Regions from separate parts of the Zea mays genome. Here region 2 is linked to region 1. A link is a contact called in public Hi-C data. All regions are on one chromosome and are shown on one strand. The core of a region is the stretch at or near the end of the contact, and the rest is flanking DNA. Distances in the headings are between cores, read along the strand shown.

Region 1 (3,767 bases), core at 630-3,129:
GTTCTTTCTACTTTCGCATCAGGAGAACTACAGTATGAGCAGCTATGCTCCTGTTCTCCCCTAGACTGTCAACTTTCTCGTGCGTCTTGGCCTTGAGATTGACCACAGATGGATCTGCCCCAAGTAGGTCGCACAAATTCGATCGGATTGTCTCCTTGAATGGGCTAATTTTTGGTTTTTGCAAGATCAGCGTAGCATCAAGGTTGCCCAGCTCGTAGCCTGCTTCATGCATCAATTTCACCTGAAATGACATGGCAATCCTAGGAGCTTAAAGTGTTGCATATTGAGACTTCAGGCACTTCAATGCTAAAATAGAAGCAATTGTTTTCTACAAGAGAGAACAGACATGCTCAGTTTAGATGTAAACACCCTGCATATTGTTTGAAGGGGCAACAAACAGTGTGTAATGCTAAATAAGTGACGCAAGACAAATGTCACTAGTCAACGGGTTTATATGCGTATGGGGAAGATTTCTGTCCAACTCAAGTACCAATAGTAAATGTGCGGTCAGAGTTCTATGCACGTGGCCCATGCCTTGTACGAAATCTAAAACGTGGAATACTTTCTGCCCTTGAAGAGAACAAAGGTCAAAACACATTTTGCAGTCAGCAACTCGTGCAAGAACTGCCAAGACATTTTGTGACGTAATAACGACTGAGCATCTAATGGTTCAGGAAAAATTGACCAGCGAAACAGTGAGCAAGCGGGGAATGAACTATGGCGTTTTCAAGGATGTTCTCCGCTCCAAATACCACAAGGCTGTAAGTCTTGTGGTATTTACACATGTTACACTTTGACATAAAATTGTAAGTCTATAACAAAACCAAACCGAGCAGAAAAAATAAGTATAAGCACCATGATATGCTATATGATGTGAAGTTATTCACTCAAAAAAATTATGTGGAATTACGAACGGTTTACCAAATTTTAGGTAATCAATCTATAGTATGCTCTGATAATTAATCCAGAACTTTAAGCAACCGTCCAATTTACACATGATATCAAAATCCTGACATGCTTCATATTAATCATTAATCAGTAGAGATTACCCAACAGTTTTCTGAAACCTCCAAAATTTCTCTGAGACTCTACATTTTGTTGATACCATGCTACTTATACAAAATACCGCAGATCCTAACATGAGAAACAGGACGAAATTGATTGAATCGAATGAACCAGAGATAACGCACTAGAAAGAAGAGAAACTCACAGCTTCCCTCATGAACACCGAAGAATCGGCGCCCTTCCAACGGGGGTCGGAGTCCGGGAAAATCTGGCCGATGTCTGGCAGCCCCAGCGCGCCGAGAATCGCGTCCACCACGCAGTGCAGCAGCACGTCGCCTGCACGGGGCGAAGAAACAAAGTTCCCAAACGCGAGGTCAGAAACGGGACCACGCAGGAACCATAGAGGGCAGTGGCGGCCGCAGGAGCGCGTACCGTCAGAGTGAGCCTCGCAGCCGCGGTCGTGGGGGATGTTGATGCCGCCGATGATGAGCGGGAGGTCGGGCTCCAGGCGGTGGAGGTCGAAGCCGTGGCCCACGCGGAACGGTAGCGCGGGTGGCTTCGGCGCCGCGGTCAACGCGGGCTGGTGCTCCGCCTGGACGGCGGCCGCGGCTGCCGGGGACGGCCTCGGCCGGAGCCGCAGGGATGGCTGGGCGGACGGAGGGCAGGGCCCGGCGCGGATTCGTGGCGCGGTGGAGATGGGGGAGGAAGCCAGGAAGAGGGAGGAGGCGTAGGGCGCGGTGGCCATCGCGCGCCGCTGCTGGTGCTGGCTTGGTGGGCGAGATAGCGCAGTGGCCGAGTATTTTTTGGGATGCTCGGGGGAGAGGAGACCGGGAGAGCGCGAGGACGAGGAGGAACCGAGAAATCCTTGCGTTTTTAGGGCCTGTTTGGTTCACTACCTCAGTTGCCACACTTTGCCTAACTTTTCTACCTAAGGTTAGTTATTCAATTCGAACGACTAACATTAGGCAAAGTGTGACACATTTAGCCACAAACCAAACAGGCCTTTAATGTGCCGGAATTATTTGCGCCAAGGCGAAGTGAGCATCTGGAGTTGGAGATGCGATGGCGTGGCGGCACCCGCAGTCGGAGGAGAAATTCTCAAGCACTCCAGGTGGCTTGCTGCCCGGCTTTGACCGAAATTAGCACGGTGAAAGTAATTTGAAAAGGCCACTTCAAATAACCTACCCACCCTCTACATTAATATGATTGCCTGGCAGATGTCCTACCCAAGCAATTTTCGAAAAAAAAACATACTCACCCTTGGAAACGAACTCGATGCCAGAGTAGCCAGACTGCTGATACAGCGACAAAAAAATGTGGCAAGTACAAACTCGCTGGGCTGCTTTGACATTTCATAAATTCAAATGGTAGTGCTAACGCACAAGTCTCCTTTACATTGTGAATTTATTTTCCTTTTACACGTGGGCAACAACACCTGATGCACTACAGACGTACATAGGAATTGCAAATGTTTGAGGGTTGGTCCACCAAACCAGCCCTGAAGGGGGAAGATAAGCCGCATTTTACAGCGCCATGATCGCCTCAACTCCTCAAATGAAACTTTGCACACATGCTTTCTCAGACGGAGCGCACAAGTTCCGTATCAAGAGGGCCACCAGAAACCAATCAGAAAGCTGAACTCAACAAAGAATGGGAAAGGGAGCAACCGGCATTACCCAGATTCTCCTTTCATCTTCCCATTTCCAAGGACAGCCTTGATCTGAAGCAGCATTTCACGAGCCTAGATGGCCGAGCTTTTGGGGATAGGAAAGGCCAGGAAGGGTGCACGCTTCCTGGCAAAAATTATATGTACACACATCAGGCCGCAGACCAATATCACCTTTCAGAAGCCTACTGCACACGGCTGCACCCTTAGGCTGGCCGCACTCGCAAACGCGAAAAGGTACCGTAAATATTTAGAGTAGACTGAAGCCCTGCACTCGCGAACTCGAAAGTCATCCCTACCGTAAATTTGCTCTTCTCTTACCTCATATCCAGCGTCCTCTCTCTCCTACCCTATTTTCTTCTCTTTCGTGCACGTGGCCAACGGCTCCATCTCCCGCCATGGGACGAGAGAGGGGGGAATATTAAATTGGAAATAAAAATTGTAGTGGTTGGTATAGAGTAGAGATATAGGGTAAATATGGCTGCAGATGATTTTAGTATAGGGTAAAGAATCTCGCTGACCAGGACAGAATATTCCTTTTAGAGTAGAGAAATAAGGTAAAATGAGTGCGGATAGCCTTACACAATCGTCAGCCGAAGGCATGGAGCTAGCGAGAAGCACAAAAGGTGCAAACGCCTCCTTCATCACTCATCGGTGCTACTACGCCAGGGCAGGCACTATCCTCCTGAGGTCTGTCGAACTGAAATTATATGCCGAGAGACCTGGCCACACTACTCGCCTTTAATCCTGGAGTAGTCATGAACTTGTCTGTAGATTGTGGGAACAAAAGAGGCGGCGGGACAGCGAGGAGGGCACACCTTACATGAAAGGCGCGCTCGTCGCTAGAGCTGAACTTCTTGAGCTCCCTAGCCCAGGTCCATCAGAAGCGCTGTATAAGGACAACAACTTCCTCTGTGTCAAAATGCATAGAGCACAATTCAGTTCCTTTTTTTTACGATTGAGAATAAGAGAAATTGCATCCTGATTAGATGATCCAACTATACTGCACGTGCATGCCTAGTTTAGTATACAAATAGTTTCCCAGTGCTGAGGCACTTGGCTAACCTGGCGTACTTTACAGACTAGTTTTTCACTG
Region 2 (3,678 bases), core at 937-3,436, 280 kb after region 1:
GCCATGATGCCGTCGTCTAGCTCGATCGCGCTGGCCATATAGACCTACGTCGTACGTACTCGCATGCGACATGTCAAAGGATGCGTGACTTTTGCTGGTCCAGTCCGCGGTAGAGGATGGGAGATCACCGAAGGCGACGACGAGAACAGCTAGACAGAGAAGGAATTGAAAATGTGAAGCGAAATTCATGAAAAAAATGAATTTTGGTTCCATATGACCCCAGTAACGGGAAAGCTTGCGCGCCAGTCCACAGCCGACACGTATGGTAGCCTATGGTGGTGTCTTCGCCTATCTAGGAGGTACGGAATGCTGGCCAGGTCCTCTTGTCCTCTCTCTCTCACTCATGCTGTGCTGTTTGACATGTCTCGATCTCTCCTCTCCTCTCCTCTCCTCCCGTTGGTGTGACTGTAGTAGATCCTTTGCCCGTGTCAGAACAAGCTGCTCCTCGGACCGGGTAATGTTAAACATCGGAGGAGCCTTTGCCTAGGATCCGTAACGGGGAGGAAAGAGAAAAAAAACTAAGGATGATTATGGATACCGTGTAATAACTGCTAACTACAGTTAGCCCATCTCAGCGGACTCTCTGCCCTATATTGTATGTCACTTTCTATTATAAACTACACTATACAACCTATGATGTAAAATAATGTTTTGCACGTTCATATATAAATCAGTCGAAGAAAGGGTGCCTCACTACAGGGAATGGTTTCTATTGGACACCTTAGCATTCAATCAGTCATGTCCCCCCCCCCCCCCAAAAAAAAAATGCACCCATCCAGTCGATTTTTGTCATATTTGAATTCGGTGGTGCTCCATGCACGCGTACCTGCTTTGACCAATTTATACGATCAATATATAACTTACGTTCTTACGGTTCTTAGACTTTATGAGACTTTGCAAGTATGTTTGGATACAAATCACACTAATGTGCATCTTTGTAAACTAAATTCTTTTGATTAAATTTGTAATTTTAAGGTTTAACCTGTTTTTGTTGTGTAGACGACGTTAGGCACCGATCGTCGCTTCGCTATATATCTTTGTTGTAGACGACGTTAGACTCCTAGATTAAATAAGCGAAAACCGATCGTCGCTTCGCTATCTTTGTTTATTTGTTTGTGGCTGCTCTACGCTGAAGAGCCCACAGGCCACAGCCCCACACGACACGTTAGGCACCCCCACCCACCATCCGCGCATAATATAAGCTACTGCAAAATATATGCCGGCGGAGCCCGAGCGAGCTTTGTACTTGCTCCGCCGTGGCCTGGCTCCAGGATGCTTTGGATTTCGTGCGGCGCCGTACGTCCAGGCAAACAGACAAGTGGAGCTGCATGTCCTAAAAGCCCGGCAATCAAACACGCTCTAGCAGCAGCATGGATCACAGATATCAGTCATGGGGTGGCGCTGGCGCGGGTGGGTGGCCAGGTGGAGGTGGGTGCATGTCGTCGTCGTCGTCCCATACAGAAATTGGCTCACGTATGTATACGCTGCGTACAGGCAGTAGTACACAATTACTAGCACCAATGCAATCCAACGGATGGATCTTCGCACACCCGCCACCCGGTTAAATTAAGCTACTCCTACCTCTCCCAGTCTCCCTTGGCCTGCCTCTATATTTTTGGGCAGCCTCCACCAGCCGGGCGGATGGGGTTGGATCGTCGTATCTGAGGCGGCGTGGTCGTCCAAGGCGAAAGCAACGGCGCAGGGCTGGGACCCTAGTAGGTGCATGAGGTCGTGCATGGCGCGCGAGATGCATGGTTTGGGTTAGGCCTAGGAGGTTCTCTCTCCATGGCATGGGTAGCTCGCGCCGCTTGGCTGCCGTTCTCGTGTATGCGCATGCACCAGGCATTTGCACCGCGCCGTGTATATTTCTGGCGTGGGGGCCGGCGCCGCATTGGAGCTGCAGCCCCGTTTCGGCACGGACACGGGACACCTCCCGTTAGGGTAAGCCCGGGGCAGTGGGTAACTGCCCAGCGCCACTACTCCGAATTTACCCTCCTTTTATTTTTAAAGCTTGGGAGAGGGGAGAATGGATGGATGGATGGATGTAGACGCGTGAAAAAGATGCGCGAGACCGGCAGCGTGTGCTACAGGGGCAGCCAGGCACACACACACACAGTGACCCTGCCCCTTTTCCCGGCCGTCTCGCTCTCCACCGATATTCCGCTCCTCCTGTCCAGTCCTCCTCCCCCGAGCCGGCTCATTATATCGTCCGTCGCGCAGCACAACGCAAGTTTGCTAGCGGCCGGATCAGCAGCCACAAAACGAGGAGAGCAACCACGCTGCACACAGAGACGCCCGTGTGTGAGATATAGAGCAAGCTCGATCGAAGGAAGGAGGGAAGCTAGAGATCGTACGTCGCCATGGGGAGGGGACGAGTTGAGCTCAAGCGGATCGAGAACAAGATCAACCGCCAGGTCACCTTCTCCAAGCGCCGCAACGGCCTGCTCAAGAAGGCCTACGAGCTCTCCGTGCTCTGCGACGCCGAGGTCGCGCTCATCATCTTCTCCAGCCGCGGCAAGCTCTACGAGTTCGGCAGCGCCGGGTAGGCGATCTCGATCACCACACATATATGCATGCACAGCACAGCCCCCCCAACCCAACCCACTAACTAACACTAATTAATTTCACCCTCCTGCAAGCAGATCTGCTTGTTGCCGCTGCTGTGCTGCGTTTTACTTGCGCTTTTACCACAAGAGATCTGCTTCCTTTTTATTATCTCCTTTTTCTCCCCCTTTCTCTGTGATTTCATGTTTTTTTAGCAGCGGCGTTTATTTAAAGCCAGTAGTAGCCAAGCTACTAGCTGCAGCTCCTGGCCTTGGCCTGAGGGGCATGTTATTTTTATTCCTGCAATATACCTGCGTGCGTGTGTGTATCTGTGTGCGCGTAGGTGCATGGCGGTGTTCATATAAACCGGCCGGGTGTGGGTGGATCCCTAACTGGCACGAGACATCCTCTCAGCAGATCTACGAGCCCTACGCTTTGCCTCTTTCCTCCAGCTTCTCGGGTAGTCGTCGCCCGCCCCCACGCCCGCCCTTTCCTCCATCTTCTCCGGGTGTCTGGAGTGGCCATCTTTCGTGTGTTGGGTGGGCCGGGGCATGCGCGTGTCAGAGACACGCACGGTCGATTGCTGCTGAGGTAGCTAGGGGATCGATCGTACGTTGTCGCTGGATGGAGGAAGGTAAAGAGTTAACACTGATGTGATCTGCTGAGAGGGGAAAGGGGTAGTATGTTCTTTCCGTTTTGATCCAGCGCCTGCTTCTATGAAAATCCTGCTGCATGCATGCCCACGCACACCTGTTCTGCTCGATCTGGTGGCTACCTTCATCTTATTATCTCCTGATCTATATCTCTTGCTCTCGATTGCTCCTTAATTGGCAGTGCAAATTTCATGTCATTTTGCTTGGCAGTGCAAATTTCAATTTTATTAGGCTTGCTCCAAATAACATTTAGATCTGCTTGAGATTTTCAGGAGGCCTCAACATTTTAAGCTGAAAGCTGAAAGCATGATAATGAAAATCTTTCTGTTTCGCCCCTAGTCGTCTTTTCACCCATCCTCTCCTTTGTTTCTTATTGTTTTTGTGTTCTTTTCTTCTATATTACTGGTGTTTGATGTCTAAAGAGATGTATTACTCTTTGTTTGTTCTTAAGGTATACGTGGGAGACTATTTCCGGCTTTGC

Evidence for each region. A called contact is a pair of places that touch in the nucleus more often than the background predicts.
Region 2: a Hi-C map of ear shows a contact between it and region 1, with 2.6 times the contacts expected there. The contact joins the promoter of LOC542256 here to the promoter of LOC100276918 in region 1. A contact is called at or near these places in 4 of 25 Hi-C or Micro-C datasets (ear, leaf and tassel).

The regions. Positions count from the first base shown.
Region 1 is chr5:204,170,604-204,174,370 of Zm-B73-REFERENCE-NAM-5.0, forward strand. It overlaps LOC100276918 (methyl erythritol cyclodiphosphate synthase2), which reads right to left and starts at 1,880. Exons shown (of 3, transcript NM_001150613.2): 1 at 1,438-1,880; 2 at 1,211-1,341; 3 at 1-241. The coding sequence starts at 1,750. The coding sequence ends at 8. It overlaps LOC100280329, which reads right to left. Exons shown (of 10, transcript NM_001361060.1): 9 at 3,490-3,583; 10 at 2,330-2,798. The coding sequence ends at 3,491.
Region 2 is chr5:204,448,092-204,451,769 of Zm-B73-REFERENCE-NAM-5.0, forward strand. LOC542256 (bearded-ear 1) reads left to right here and starts at 2,187. Exons shown (of 8, transcript NM_001111862.1): 1 at 2,187-2,542. The coding sequence starts at 2,361.